3 separate regions of the Sus scrofa genome follow, and regions 2 and 3 are each linked to region 1. A link is a contact called in public HiChIP or PLAC-seq data. All regions are on one chromosome and are shown on one strand. Each heading gives the region's core, a stretch centred on a gene start, on an enhancer-like site or on the middle of the called end of the contact. The rest is flanking DNA. Distances are from core to core; before and after follow the strand shown.

Evidence for each region. HiChIP or PLAC-seq counts read pairs in DNA pulled down with a chosen protein or histone mark.
Region 2: an H3K27ac HiChIP or PLAC-seq map of alveolar macrophages shows a contact between it and region 1. The contact joins two enhancer-like sites. A contact is called at or near these places in 1 of 47 Hi-C or Micro-C datasets (skeletal muscle) and 1 of 2 datasets of contacts at active chromatin or transcription factors (alveolar macrophages).
Region 3: an H3K27ac HiChIP or PLAC-seq map of alveolar macrophages shows a contact between it and region 1. The contact joins two enhancer-like sites. A contact is called at or near these places in 1 of 47 Hi-C or Micro-C datasets (skeletal muscle) and 1 of 2 datasets of contacts at active chromatin or transcription factors (alveolar macrophages).

The regions. Positions count from the first base shown.
Region 1 is chr5:59,713,772-59,718,897 of Sscrofa11.1, forward strand. All of the region lies in intron 1 of LOC110260737 (a long non-coding RNA gene), which reads right to left. Among named protein-coding and RNA genes, the nearest start is that of CDKN1B, 19 kb to the right of the region's middle. Within about 2 kb of position 3,195, at least 6 of the 83 cell types and tissues checked have an H3K27ac peak or open chromatin away from gene starts, as enhancers often do. A contact at or near this core is called in alveolar macrophages, where this site is marked.
Region 2 is chr5:59,943,971-59,949,096 of Sscrofa11.1, forward strand. All of the region lies in intron 4 of DUSP16 (dual specificity protein phosphatase 16), which reads left to right. Among named protein-coding and RNA genes, the nearest start is that of DUSP16, 77 kb to the left of the region's middle. Within about 2 kb of position 2,466, at least 7 of the 83 cell types and tissues checked have an H3K27ac peak or open chromatin away from gene starts, as enhancers often do. A contact at or near this core is called in alveolar macrophages, where this site is marked.
Region 3 is chr5:59,921,891-59,927,016 of Sscrofa11.1, forward strand. The region is part of intron 3 of DUSP16 (dual specificity protein phosphatase 16); the gene reads left to right. Among named protein-coding and RNA genes, the nearest start is that of DUSP16, 55 kb to the left of the region's middle. Within about 2 kb of position 2,246, at least 13 of the 83 cell types and tissues checked have an H3K27ac peak or open chromatin away from gene starts, as enhancers often do. A contact at or near this core is called in alveolar macrophages, where this site is marked.

The DNA of each region.
Region 1 (5,126 bases), core at 1,945-4,444:
AGCAAAAAAAAAAAAAAAAAAAAAAAAGGAAGAAGAAGGAACTTTGGAACCACCAGCTCATTTTTAAGGAAATAGAGATTGGGATATTAAATTAACACATCTAGTTCAGAGGAAGGCAATGTTCGAGCTATATGATCATGCTTTTACAACCCATGTAAACAATAGTTAAATGTCTTCCAATCTAAAAGGTGTGAAATTACCTACCAGACTCCAGGTGAAAAATGTACTGTGAAGAAACAGCTGTGACTCAGTGTGATTACGTGAAGCTTAGAGTAAGTTAATAGATTTTTCCCCTTTTAGAAATTTTCAGCAATAAAATTATCTTTACTTTGCAAGGTACTCCAAGATACATTTTTAAAATATTATTTACAGTTGCCATCCAGTAAGAGATACATTTCAAATGTATCTTGATTAGACAATCCCGTGTAACAAAAGCTCATTTCCTTGAAAATGTCTTCAGGAGTCCTGAAAACATAATCACTTCACTTTACTGTAACTCTGATACTCTTTTCCTCTTCCAGCCTTTGCCTGCATCTTTTTAAGACACAAAGAGTATCCATCTTCTCAATCTCCCCAGCTTTCTGCCCTCTTGACAAGAGCAGAATGCAAATGACTCAATAGCTACACATTTAAATAAGCCACTGTATCACTGGAGCTGCGTAGAGGTATTCCCGGGGAGAAAAAAAACGAAAAACTAAAATCACTGGTGAGGTGCTAAGATGTGTATTCTTCTCATTCAAGGTCCCCCCCGCCAGCTATTTCTCCCCACCTGCCAAGCCAACTTTATCTCTTTGTATGTCCGGAACACTCTCCTCCCCAAATCTGTCTCTTGCATAGCTACCAATCAAAATCAGTCCCTGGCTCAAAAAATCCTCCAGGACTTCTCTATCAGTTAAGATTTGCATTTGGCAGCTGGTAACAGAGCCCAGAAATAATAGTGGCTTAAACAAGATAAAAGTTTATATTTCTTTTCTTTAAAGGAATCCTAGAGATAAGCAAGGCAGAACTGGTGTGGCATCGCCTATAGTTCCTGTATCTTTCTGCTCCACAATGCACCTTCTATCCTCAGAAACAAAGGATGCCTCCTCGGGTTGCATCCATCCCATCCACCTTGGAGGCAGCCAGAAGGGGATGGACAGGCAGCTGTCAAACTGCTTTTCAAACACCTTCAGGGATGAACACAGTCCAGCATACCTCACGAGCCCTCTTTAAATAACCGCCAGATCCACAAACGAATTAATTTGGCAGCAGTACTGAAGTAGAGCAATTTATCATCTACGAAACTTTAGTAAAGGTTAACAGTATACCCAGGCCACCATACGAGAAAACCTAAGGTATAATTTAAAACCCCTAAAATGACACCCTGCTTTAAAACATCTCTAGAATTGGCTTGCCAATTTCAGTTAGAGATGTATTCTGTTTTTCATTTTTCATTTTTTAATTAAAATTTTAAAAAATAAATAATGAAATAGAAGTTACAGTGCTGTGTTAGTTTCAAGTGTAAAGTGATTCCGTTTTACACATATATTCTTACATATGTGTGTATAATATATTCTTTTCGAGATTATTTTCCTTTTTTCAGATTCTTTTCCATTATAGGTAATTAAAAGGTGTTGAGTATAGTTCCCAGTGCTATACAGGAGGTCCTTGTTGCTTCCCCATTTTATATATAGCGGTGTCCATTTCTTAATCCCAAACTACTAATTTTTTTTTATCTTTTAAAAAATGTTTAGTCATATCTGCAGCATGCAAAAGTTCCCAGGCCAGGGATTGAACCTGCACCACAGGAGTGACCAGAGCCACAGCAGTGACTCTGCTAGGTCCTTAACTGCTAAGCCACCAGGGAATGCCCCAAACTTCTAATTTATACAGATTTATTCTGTTAAGGGAGTATATTTCCAATAAAAGATACTGTATTATGCTGAGGGAGAGATTTCAAATAAGTACAAGGCAATGTCTAACAAATGGAAACTTAAGGCATCCATGAAAAATACTCAACACTATCAAGCAGCATAGAAATGCCAAGGTCAGGAGGCATTTTAGAGAAGAATAAAAGCCTACAAATGTCTTTTGGTAAATCTGTGAGTCAAGTGATTTGTTAGTGCCCTAATAAGGCATAAACAGAAGAAATAAGGTGAGTAGAAGAAAGTTTACCCAGGACTGGTCAAGAGAAGCTGCCTCGTGGCCATGCTGATGGGCCTGGGTTCTCTGTGTGCAGCAGAGAGGAGTGGGGGCCTTAGAAAAGCAGGTGAAATGTTGTTCCCATTGTGGTTCTGTGGGTTAAGGACGGGACAGAGTCTCCATGAGGATGCAAGTTCGATCCCTGGCCTCACTTAGTGGGTTAAAGATCCAGCATTGCCACATGCTGCAGTGTGGGTCACAGGCTCTGATCTCGCATTGCTGTGGCTGTAGCATAGGCCAGCAGCTGCAACTCCCTTTTGACCCCTAGTCTGGGAATTTCCATATGCTGAGGGTGCAGCCAAAAAAGACCAAAAAAAAAAAAAAAATTGTAGAGAGGAAAAGCAAGAAACAGAATTAGCATGTCCCAGGTGTCACCCAGAGCCTGACACTTATTGTTGACAAACAAAAAGTCTCACAGATACATTCCCCTTTCTCCTCCCATGTAACCACCGCTTCGGTTCTGCAGCCTCAGGTCTCCCATTCACCAAATCGTCTATTCCCACGGTGCCTGTTCCAGAATCCATCACTAGATGCTAATGGGATTCACAGCTCTTCTTGAGTACCTAACCCAAGCCTGGGGCCCAGGCTTCACCAGCCAGGTGAAGATACGCTAGAGATAAGGGTTTTGTTCCCTCCTTCTCACTTTCCATCAGGAGCTCTTTCTTTTGAGCAAAGATTTGCTGTATTTTATTTTGCTGGCAGAGAGGAGGAAGGGAGGTGGAGGGCAAAAGATAGAAAGGAAACAAAGGAGCTAAGATGCAGTAGGTATTTGGGGGCTGGTTTTGGCTGGAGCTGATTCTTAGAGCTATTGTGTTTGAGAAATATGAAAGACTACCACCAAAGACTGAAACAGAAACACCTGTGATTGGGGCTGGGCATTACAGGTCCCCTAGACCAGTTCCAAAAGAATCTGAGTTGTTAGCTGAAATGATGAACAAACTGTGAACGATCCGTTTGCCCACACCAGTAAAAACTTAAGGGAAGCACATCAACTCTTAATCGCTATACAGGTTTAGCCAGCAGAGGGCGCCCTCTTACTAATCTTCAATTAAAAAATCCTCGCGGGTTGTCCGTTTTTACTACCTCTCTTTTGAAGTCTCTTTCCAAAACCAAATATGTAAATAATGAATCCTTTAGCCAGAGTATTTGCGAACATTGAATCCAGCTGTTCAGTTTTTTGAAGAAAATGTTTCCATATTCACTCCTGAGTTGTTCTTAGCTTAGAAACTTCACACCACCTGAACTCGCCAAGGGCAAAATATGGACTGGGCCTTAAAAAACACAAGCAACCAGTTCCTTCTGACAATGAAGACAATACTAGCTGACCCCAGGGTAGCTGGGGAGAGAGGGAATTGGTCCTCGGAGTTAGCATAGGACTTGCCTGGGTGCTCCTTCCAAACCTGAAATCAATCAGTTATGATCAGCATCTGCTCTCACAGTCCAAAGACCTCACATCCCTTTCACTTACTAAGGGCTAAGTTTTAAAACTTCCTTTTTCTTTTTTTTTCACACGGCCGCACCTGTGGCATATGGATGTTTCCAGGCGAGGGGTCCAATCAGAGCTGGAGCTGCTGGCCTCCACCACAGCCCCAGCAATGCTGGATCTGAGTGACATCTGCAATGCTGAAGCTTGTGACGACACCAGATCCTTAACCCACTGAGCAAGGCCAGGGATAGAACCAGCATCATCATGGAGACTGTCTCAGGTTCTTAACCTGCTGAGCCACAATGGGAACTCCCTTAAAACATGTTTTATATTGTGTATGTTGAGCAGCATGGCAAAGAAATTCAAAGGTGTGAGTCTGGACTTTCTTTCCCACACCTTATCTGAAGGATCCCAGTGTAAGACTAGGGATTTTGACAAGTCAGAATGGCCATCATTCATAAATCCACAAATAACAAGTGCTGGAGGGGCTGTGGAGAAAAGGGAACCCTCCTGCACTGTTGGTGGGAATGTAAACTGGTACAGCCACTATGGAGAACAGTTTGGAGATACCTTAGAAATCTATACATAGACCTTCCATATGACCCTGCAATCCCACTCTTGGGCATCTATCCGGACAAAGCTCTACTTAAAAGAGACACATGCACCCGCATGTTCATTGCAGCACTATTCACAATAGCCAGGACATGGAAACAATCCAAATGTCCATCGACAGAGGATTGGATTCGGAAGATGTGGTATATATACACGATGGAATACTACTCAGCCATAAAAAAGGATGACATCATGCCATTTGCAGCAACATGGATGGAACTAGAGAATCTCATACTGAGTGAAATGAGCCAGAAAGACAAAGACAAATACCATATGATATCACTTATAACTGGAATCTAATATCCAGCACAAATGAACATCTCCTCAGAAAAGAAAATCATGGACTTGGAGAAGAGACTTGTGGCTGCCTGATGGGAGGGGGAGGGAGTGGAAGGGATCGGGAGCTTGGGCTTATCAGTCACAACCTAGAATAGATTTACAAGGAGATCCCACTGAATAGCATTGAGAACTATGTCTAGATACTCATGTTGCAACAGAAGAAATGGTGGGGGAAAAACTGTAATTGTAATGTATACATGTAAGGATAACCTGACCCCCTTGCTGTACAGTGGGAAAATAAAATTAAAAAAAAAAAAAAAAAAAAAAAAGACTAGGGGTTTTGACTAGAATTAGACAAAAGGAGAAAATGAGAGTTTCGTTGAAGCTTAGTTGAAGTTACTCCCTCCATTAAGCCAGAGTTTTCCCATCGCTCTTGGTGTAAAGTTCAAAATTCCTAATGTGGTTTTCAAAGCCCATCACCATCTGGACTTGCCCGTGGCCCCAGCCGGAGCCCTCAGCCCTGCTGCTCCATTTGCTGCATCCCAGCCACAAACACCTTCTTTCACTTCCTCAAAGGCCTTCCCAGAGGTGGGACCTTGGGCATCTCTGTCTGGATCATTCTTCTTCC
Region 2 (5,126 bases), core at 1,216-3,715, 230 kb after region 1:
ATGACCCTGCATGTAAGAGGCTGAGAGGGCATCTATGTCAATGTTTCTGACAGGGGACCTGGCATGGAACTGCAAGGGCGAAGAATGGCTTTGCTGCACAGGATAATGATAGCTTTTACTCAGAGATAGATGTCTGTGACTTCCTACTAAATTATAAACAGAAACGTATGTTATTCATTCAGTTCTGTTTCAGTGTGTTGCGTAAAACACACATACTGACTATCACATGTCCCATAATTAAACATCATCATCCTTAAGCTTCCAGAAAGCAGGCATCCTATACTGTTTAATATTTAGCTCAACTCTGTGCCCCGTCAGCTAATACATGTTTTCTAGTGATAAAATAATCACTCGTCTCTGGCCTTCAAATATCCTTCCGACATCTGGGCCTCTGAGTGCTCTGGACTCCTCACCTTAAGCACTTACTCCCAGGAGCCCGGTCTGGTCTCTGCCATTGCCCAGAACCACAGCCCTGCCCTCACCGCCCCCCAAACCCACTCCAGGACCCGCCTCCTTCCCTGCAGCTCCCTCTCTCACACCGCCCCCACTCCTGGAGCCCCTCCAGCCGCCTTTGCTCTGTCCTGCATCCCCATGACATCTGTCCTTCCTTCCTGGCCCAACTTCAATTCTGTGGTCAGGTGTGAAACAGTCAACCCTTGAACAACTGAGGTTTGAACCGTGTGGGCAGCAGCTCCGATTCGACCCCTAGCCTGGGAACTTCCATGTGCTGCAGGTATGGCCCTAAAAGGCAAAAAAAAAAAAAAAAAAAAAAAAAGAAAGAAAAGAAAAGAAATTAGTGAATTAATGTACATTTGTTTTAAGTTAAAATGTTTTATGTATATATGTAAAATTTTTTTAACAATTTCCTTCTTATATTATTTTTTCCACTGTTGTAATAATAACTACCACTTTTCTGAGTTGCTCTGAGGTGCTCCTCAGAGAAGTCCATACCCAGAGTGGAGCTTCTTTACCTTCGCATTTGTTAGTTAGAAAGGAAGAAAAAAGAGGAAATTAAAACTTCATATTCTGTTACTTCATTAGATTAAAAAGTGTCTAGGAGTTCCTGTAGTGGCACAGTGGAAATGAATCTGACTAGTATTTATGAGGACTCGGGGTCAATCCCTGGCCTCACTCAGTGGGTTAAGGGTCTGGCATTGTCATGAGCTGTGGTGTAGGTTGCAGATGCGGTTCAGATCCCGTGTGGCTTTGGCTGTGGTGTAGGCCGGTGGCTGTAGCTCCAATTCGACCCCTAGCCTGGGAACTTCCATATGCCATGGGTATGGCCCTAAAAAGCAAAAAAAAAAAAAAAAAAAAAAAAAAAAAAAGTGTGTATGTAAGCCAGTTACTTTATTGCTCCATCAAATTTGCTTTAATACGAACTTCAATAGAGCAGTTCAGAGGGCAGATTCTGGAGACAAAGATACTTGGCTTTGCATTTTGACTCTGGACCACTTGTTAGCTGTGTCACTTGGAAACATCACATAAACCCTCCTAGCCTCAGTTGTCTCATTTTTAAAAGTACCCATGTCCAAGGGCGGTTGTGAGGATTAAATGAGATAGTCCATTTAAATGCCTAGCACCATAACCAGGTGCATAGTAGGCAGTCAGTAAATGTTAGATGTGGTTTTATTAATGTGTACTTGGTGTCATCAGAGTGTGTTGTTAATAGGCCTATAAGCAAAGGTACCCAACAAATTTTTTACATTCAATTTAGGTGAAGTGGTCATTTCTACAAAATGTAGGCTACTAGGCTATTTGTCAGACATGTCCATTGTTCTAGTATTTCTATGGGGAAATCTCTTTGGACACTCACCACTGGCTTGTAACACATGTTGTTGTTAGATTTGCCTGTTGTCTTTTGATTGCGTGGTGTGTATAACACTGGAAGTGTCTCTTCTCAGAAACTTCTGCATCTTACTATCTTTGAACTGAATGGAAAGAGATGTTGCTACTTCCTTTTACTTTTAATTGAATAAGTCTTTGTAGCACCGTTGATGGAAAGGAGAAGAAAAGATAAAGTTTCTTTCTTAAAGGAGCATTGGTGAGAAAGGCCTGAAAGACTTAACCACCAGTGACGGTGCTATTTTTGTATGAGAGACACTCTGGTGACCAGACAGTGGAAGACAACTGCAGCATAAAAAACAATGTGACCTTTGCTCATAAGAGTTTCAAAGCTGTCAGAGTAAACGCCGCCGAGATCTTCAAGCCTAACAGGAGCCCACGGGACCATCAGAAGAGGAGGGTGCTCATCCGAAGACGCTCACCTAGTTCCAAAAGCTCTTTCTTGACGTTGCCCTCTCATGGTCTGCACACATGATGTGGAGTTGAGAGGGCTGCATGCGTGATCTGGAGTTGCTAGGTCTACATTTGTAAAACAAAATGTATCTACTGTGCCAAGTGTGGTAAACGAAGGGATTAGGGAGTTGGCAGGAGGCTAAAAGAGGAAGAAAATGACCAGCTGTCTTTCAGATAGTTGAAGTTGGAAAAGATTTGTAGGGGAGGTAGCATTCCAAGAAAAGGAGGAAGCGACCAGAGTGGCTTAGATGAGAATGATTTCAGGCTTAGAACATTTCCTGAGAGGCCGCAATGGATGACTAAATGAAAACGGGTTGTATAGGCTTGCCTGGAAAATGGTAGACGGGATGTTAGTTGAACAAACACGTACGGAGTCCAACTATGTACCTGGTGTCGAAAGTGGAAAAACAAGCACGAATCAGCCCGAGATCTCACCGCTTCGCTACTTAATAATAGGAGGAACAAGAATTAACTGCTAGTGATAACACAGTATGCTAGGAGCATGACCAAAGTCCTTTGGAAGGGCAGGGAATGGAATGGTTAATTATGCTGCAGCAGGAGGGGTTCATAGGAAGGTTAACTTAAGGTAGAAAAGTGAAAGAGTCATCAGGAAGAGGAACAGACCCCTTGAGCCCAGAAATGGTGTGAAGAGCATTGAGGGAGGGGGCATGTACCTGGCATGGGGGATTTGGAGGTTGTAGGAGACAGGAGGGAGCAGTGAGACTCGATGAAACTGTGTATGGATGAAGCAGTTAGCACGTGTTTAATGACAAGGAAGATTACTCTAGTTTTTGTTCACCATAAGGTTTGGAGGGGAAAACACTGCAAACTTCAAGAGCTCGCTGCTGGCTTTTTTGTGGCCGTCGTGCGGGCCGACCACTGGGCAGCCTCTGGGAATAGAGAGAAAAGGTGAACAGGAGGGGTGATACCAGAAGGATTTGGCAACATTTGGATGGGGTCGTGAGGAGGAGAAACAGGGTGAAATGATCCCATTTTCTAGGTCTTCTTTCTAGGTGGATATTATTACCAGAAACCAATTTTGGATTATAGAGAGGAAACACGAATTTGGAGCAGAGAAGGGAGATAGAGAATGTGCTGTTTCAGACATGTTGAGTTTGAAGGTCCCGAGGAACATCCAAATTAGGGATATCTAGGAAGCAGCTGCAAAGAGGGGTTGAAAATTGAAGAGAGGTGGATGTGTGTGTATGTGTGTGTGTGTGTGTGTGAAATACAGTCAACTTTCAGAGAGAGTATTTAGAGTGAGAAGATGAACTGTATCTTAGAGAACAGCTGGCATGTTCAGTTTGGGAAGAAAATGTTCTCATTGTGTGTGCACACACTCCCATCCTTCTGAAACTATTCCACAATATTGCAGAGGAAGGAGGACCTCCAAAGTAATTGTGTGAGGCCCCCATCACTTTGATATCAACACCAGACAAAAGTATCACAAAAAAAAAAAGAAAATCATAGACCAGGATCACTGATGAACATAGATGCAAAAATCCTCAACAAAATACTAACTAATCGGAGTTCCCACTGTGGTGCAGTGGGGTTGACAGTGTCTCTGCAGTGGTAAGGATGTGGGTTTGATCCCCGGCCTGGTGCAGTGGGTGGCCACAGCCGTGGCATAGGTTGCAGCTCCAGCTCACGTTGCGTCCTGGAACTCCATAGGATGGCCCAAAAAGAAAAAAAAAAAAAAAAAAAAAAAACACATCGACTCCAACAGTACATTAAAAGGATCCTACACCATGATAAAGTGGGATTTATCCCAGGGAATGCAAGGATTTTTCAATACCTTCAAGTCATTATGAATCAGCACATTAACAAATTGAAGAATAAAAACCATATGAACATCTCAATAGATGCAGAAGAAGTTTTTGATGAAGTTAAACATCTATTTATGATAAAAACTCTTCAGAAAGTGGATGTAGAGGGAACATACCTCAACATAGTAAAGACAGTATATGATAAACCCATAGCTAATATTATACTCAGTGGTGAAAAGATGAAAGCATTTCCTATAAGGAATAAGACAAGGGTGCTCAATCTCATCACTTTCATTCAGCATAGTTTTGGAAGTCCTTGCCACAGCAATCAGAGAAGAAAAAAAAAAAAAAAAAAAAGGAATCCAAATTGGAAAAGAAGTAAACCTGTCACTCTTTGCAGATGACATGGAGAAGATGTTACCAGAAAACTACTGCAGCTCATTAGTGAATTTGGCCAAGTTGCTGTACACAAAATTAACATACAGAAATCTAGCACTAACAATGAGATATCAGAAATAGAAACTAAGGAAACAATCCCATTTACCATTTATCAAAAAAGAATAAAATACCCAGGCATAGACGTGCTTAGGAGGCAAAAGACCTGTACTCTGAAAACTATCAGATGCCAAGGAAAGAAATTGAAGAGGACACAAACAGTGGAAAGATATACCATCTTCTTGGACTGGAAGAGTCAATATTAAATATGGTTAAAATGACCACACTACCCAAGGCAGTCTCCAGATCCAGTGGCATAACATTACCAATTAATTTTACCTATTAAATTACCAGTGGCATTTTTCACAGAACTAGAACAAACTTATTTAAATTTGTATTTTAAATACAAATTTGTTTCAAATTTTTTATTTGAAACACAAATTTGTTTCAAATTTAATTTTTAATTTGAAACACAAAAGACCCTAAGTAGCCAAAACACTTGAACTAACAGTATTGTAAATTAACTATACTTGAATTTAAAAATTTTCTGCTTTACTACCTAAATGTCCACTGACAGATGAATGAGTTTGGAAGATGTGGTACATACATACAATGGAATACTACTCAGCC
Region 3 (5,126 bases), core at 996-3,495, 210 kb after region 1:
TCTTTGAGTTGGATTTGCTAGTCCAGTTAGAGCCAGGAGAGAATACAGGTGTATTTGACTCTTTACCCATTTTTGCTCATTGTAACCGGGATGTGGAGTCCGTTGGCAGTTCTGTGCAATAACTGTGCGTCTCTGGTTTAATGGAACCAGTCCCCATCCTTCCTGGTAGAACAGAGCAGAACCTGATCCTCCCGCTTTCAGATCTGCCGTGGGTGCTGTTGTCATTGTTAGGCCTCTTATCCTATGTGCCATGCCTTCTGTCCCTGTGCCTCAAGAAGAGAACTCTTCCATCATTCCATTTCAGATCCTATAGTAGCTGCTAAAAGAGATTGACATGAGTAGTCCGTCAGAGCACTGCAGTTATTCAGGAATTGGCTCTTCTGTGTTTAAAAAGCTGCAGTGACTGAGAGCCACTAAAAATAGGTGCCATGTTGTCCCCTAGTTGCCATGTGTTGGCTGGCTCTGCGTCTCAGCCGCGGTTTGCACGAGGTTGTCCAAGTTGGACCATCTTTGGTGCAGTTGCCACCTGCCAGTGTGGTAAGCCAGCTGTGTCTCTCCCCAGCTGCAGTGCCTCAGACGTAACACCCAAGTCTGTGCTTGTTTAACAGATGCACTGCAGACCAGACTAGAGACGGTTCCCCAGCTCCTCATCCTGACATTTTGCACAGGCCGCCCAGAAGCACCCGGGTGACAGCGGTGACATCAGTCTTTCCCTGCCCCAGTCGTGTCATCTGTATCTCAGGGGAGACGCCTGGTCCAGGCCTGTCCGTTCAGCTGGATCTCAGTGGGTGGGGCCCCAGCCTTGGAGAACCTGTGGTGAATTGGGGGCAGCACATCCAAAGTCGATGAAATATAGAAGCATGTGAGGGTGCATAGATCTGTGATAAGGGACGACTGCTTGTCACCTGCAAAAATTGGGGAAGGTTTAATGGCAGTGGTAGAATTTTAATTAAACCTTGAGGAGTTCCCGTCGTGGCACAGCGGAAACAAATCCAACGAGGAACCGTGAGGTTGCAGATTCAATCCCTGGCCTCACTCAGTGGGTTAAGGATCCAGCGTTGCCATGAGCTGTGGTGTAGGTTGCAGACGCGGCTCGGATCCCGCGTTGCTGTGGCTCTGGCGTAGGCTGGTGGCTACAGCTCCAATTAGACCCCTAGCCTGGGAACCTCCATATGCCGAGGGTGTGGCCCTAAAAAGACAAAAGACAAAACAACAACACAGCAAAAACCTTGAAAGATGAGGCAGATCGGGGTGGGAAGGGTCCCTGGAGGTTTAGCTAAAGGGATTTGAAGTCAGGAATGAACACAGACATTAGGGGGCTGAAGGGGAGGAATGAGAAGTGAGAGTAAGTGCAGTCAGTTGGTGCGGGCTCTTCAGGCCGGAAGGATGAGTCTGCTCTTTGCTGTGGTGGCCTGGTGAGCCCCTGGAGACTTGGTGACACGGTCACCTCTCAGCCCCAGATCTTCTGCCCTCTCTGCTCTGCTTTCTGCTTCCAACTCCGTCAAGGCAGCGTCCTCCCTCTGGACCTGCCCCAGAAGCCTCCTCCCTGCTCTCTCACACCCTCTGTCTTGCTACCTTCCAGCAGTGTCTTGACACCTTTCTTGGTGTCCATCAGAGGCTCAGGTTTCCATAACGGTCTAGAAGGTCCCCAGCTCAGGGAACGGGGGCACAGCCCCCAGGAAGCAAACCAGACCAAGTACCATCAGACTTGGGTTTTTTTTTTTCCCCATCTTTTTGTCTTTTTAGGGCCACACCTGCGGCATATGGAGGTTCCCAGGCTAGGGATCTAATCAGAGCTGTAGCCACCGGCCTACACCAGAGCCACAGCAACGCAGGATCTGAGCTGCATCTGCGACCTACACCACAGCTCACGGCAACACCAGATCCTTAACCCATTGAGCGAGGCCAGGGATCGAACCCGCATCCTCATGGTTCCTAGTTGGATGCATTTCTGCTGCACCACAACGGGAATGCCATATTTTCTATTTTTAAGGAAGCCTTGATTACATCACTCCACAGTTGAATGTGCATCAGTGCTCTGTGGAAAAATTCTGAATCCTTACACTGACTCCCCAGGCCCTGCAGTGACTGACACACCCCCATCCCGTCCCCCCTCTGTGCCTTCATCGCATGCCACTCGCTCTGCACCCTCAGGGAGCTGCGTGTCTCTGAGCTCTTGAGTCTCACCTCAGCTGCTCTAAACCTACAGCCCAGAGGCGCTCTCCTTTCCGCCTCACCTCTGTGTCTCAAGCCTTCCCTGCTCCCTGCAAAGTTGAGTTACACACATTCCTCTGGCCACCCACCGTACTTAGTGAGTTATTTGCCTAATTATTTGGTTAAAGTTTGTCCCACTAAATAGTTAATTCCAGAGAAGGCCTGTTTTAGTCACCTCTGTCCCCATCACCTAGCGCCACGTCCAGCTCACATTAGGTGCTCATGAAATGTCTCTGAACCCACGTGTGGACCCCCGTGGTCCCCAGTGTCCTTGGGCTGATGAACAGGGAGTCCTTTTTTTGGGTGGGGGGGCCTCACCAGTGGCACATGGAAGTTCCCAGGCTGGTGGTCGAACCATGCTTCAGCTGCCAGCCTATTTCACAGCCACTGCAACTTGGGATCTAGCCCCTACGCCGAAGCTCACAGCAGCACGGGGTCCTTAACTCACCGAACTAGGCCAGGGATTGAACCCACATCCTCACAGACACTATGTCATGTTCTTAACCTACTGAGCCACAACGGGAACTCCGAACAGGGAGCCCTTTCTTCCCCATTGCTCGACTGTGGCCTGGCCCCTGGTGAGACGTTTTGTGAACACCTCCTGGGCTTCCTCTGTGACACACATTCCCTTGGCCAGAGTGACCACATGGAAGAGAGCTCACGGGGAAGCTGTGTGGGTCAGGAGCCTTGAGCTTCACAGGGAAAGCCCAAGAAGTGAGTTGTGCAGTGACTCACAGACAGGTTACACGTCAGGCTGATTTGACCCTTTGGAGTCATTCTTCAGAGACCAGACTCATGTTCCCTTTTCCTCTTGACTCAGAGGGTCGCCTCCTGTTGGTCTCATAAGGCTGTTGGTCTTGTAAGGCTGTGCCCCCGACAGTCACCACCAGCACGTCCCATAGCCGCTTCAGCCTCAGCCAGGGTCTAATGCTTCCTGGGGGCTGTGCCCCCGGTTCCCTGAGCCAGGAACCTTCCAGACCATTATGGAAACCTGAGCCACTGAGGGACACTGAGAAAAATCTCCTCCCTCTGCCTTTCGTGGAAGGTTCCCTGCACAGCGAGGACTCCCTGTGGCTTTTGGATGATCGGAGCAGCATTTGCCAATGGGACCTTTCTTCCTTTTGTAGCAGAGAAATGTTTTTCTTGCCCTGTGCTGCCCCGTTCACTCTGAGAGTCCTCTGGGGCCTTGTGGTCGAGGAGGAGGAAGAAGGTTCTGGCTCCCAGCATGCCAGCAGAACTCTTGGCTTCGAATGGGATCAGGAAATCCTTTTGAACGCCAAAAATACACAAGGCTTCTGTCCATCAACAGCTCTCCATTGTAACCAGGGAGGAGCCAGTAAATGTTTAATTATGTGCCAGGCACTGTGCTAAATGTGGAGGTGATTCCAGAGGAGGTGCGACCCAGTTCATAGCCACAGACAGTTCAGCATGTAATCGCCAGAGAGGTAAGGGGTCACAGCACACACGCAAGGTAATTCACAGTGACCAGGGTGGTGGTAAATACCGCCGTGTGACGGCTGTACATTTTATAGACGTTCTAAGTTGGCAAGACCATGTTTAGATACACCGGTCAGGGAAGATACTTTTGAAAAATGCAGCAGACTTGTTTAAACAGTGCAACAAAAGGTAGTTCCTGTTGTGGTTCAGCAGGTTAAGTTCCAGGCTAGTATCCATGAGGATGCAGGTTCAATCCCTGGCCTCACTCAGTGGGTTAAAGGATCCAGCGTAGCTGTGGCTGTGGCGTAGGCTGGCAGCTGTAGCTCTTGAGTAGATCCCTAGCATGGGAGCTTTCATATGCCACACTTGTGGCTCTAAAAAGCAAAAACAAAAACCCCCAAAAACCAAAATAGAATTGAAACTAGAGAGCAACTCTGTAGTAATGGAGGGTTGTATTATGAAACTAATTTTTGGAGGTTTTTTTGGCTGCGTCCATGGCATGTGGAAGTTCCCTGGCCAGGAATCAAACCCAAGACACAGCAGTGATCTGAGCCACTGCAGTGACAAGGCCAGATCCTTAACCCACTGCACCTCAAGGGAACTCCATCATGAACTTCGCTCAGGTGGTGAGTAAATGTGGATATTTAGAAGGTTAATTGGAGTTCCTGATGTGGCGCAGTGAATCCGACTAGGAACCATGGGGTTGTGGGTTCGATCCCTGGCCTTGCTCAGTGGGTTAAGGATCTGGTGTTGCCGTGAGCTGTGGTGTAGGTTGCAGACGAAGCTCTGATCCCGAGTTGCTGTGGCTCTGGTGTAGGCCTGCGGCTACAGCTCCAATTAGACCCCTAGCCTGGGAACCTCCATATGCCGCGGGACCAGTCCAAGAAAAATGGCAAAAAGACCAAAAAAAAAAAAAAAAAAAAGTTTAAATGTATTTTATTGGTTGTGGTAAAAAATTTGTGGAACATACTGCGGTAGTCAAGCTGTGGCTTGTGCTTGCTTCTGGTTGGAAGGAGACATGAAATGGACTGTGAGGTCTGGATTGCCAGAGGCTGGAGATGAGAATACACAGGGGTGTTAGGAAAACAATAAGAAGATGAATTGGCCCGTGACGTGGAGGGTGGGGTAGGGAAAATGAGGTTGGACAGTAGATTGGGATCAGCTTACGTGTCTGACCAGGAGTTCTGAATTTTATTCTGTGGGTGTTTGGGAGCAGAGGATACATCACAACTTTAGGTTAGGAGCTTAATCTGGCAGCAGAGTGGAAGCAGGTTGGAGAAGGGACAGGCGGATTGGAGAGAGCTGTTGCCGAATTTACCTAAGAGTGGTGCACGGAGCTCGTGGCAGGCATGGTGGCCAAGAGTGAGGGGGCAGGGACACACAGATGGATGTCACCAAGGGAAGTCTGCATGTTGGCATCTCTAGTGAATGACGGGCAGCCTCGAAAAGGGATACAAAGCGAAAGAGAGTGGGAT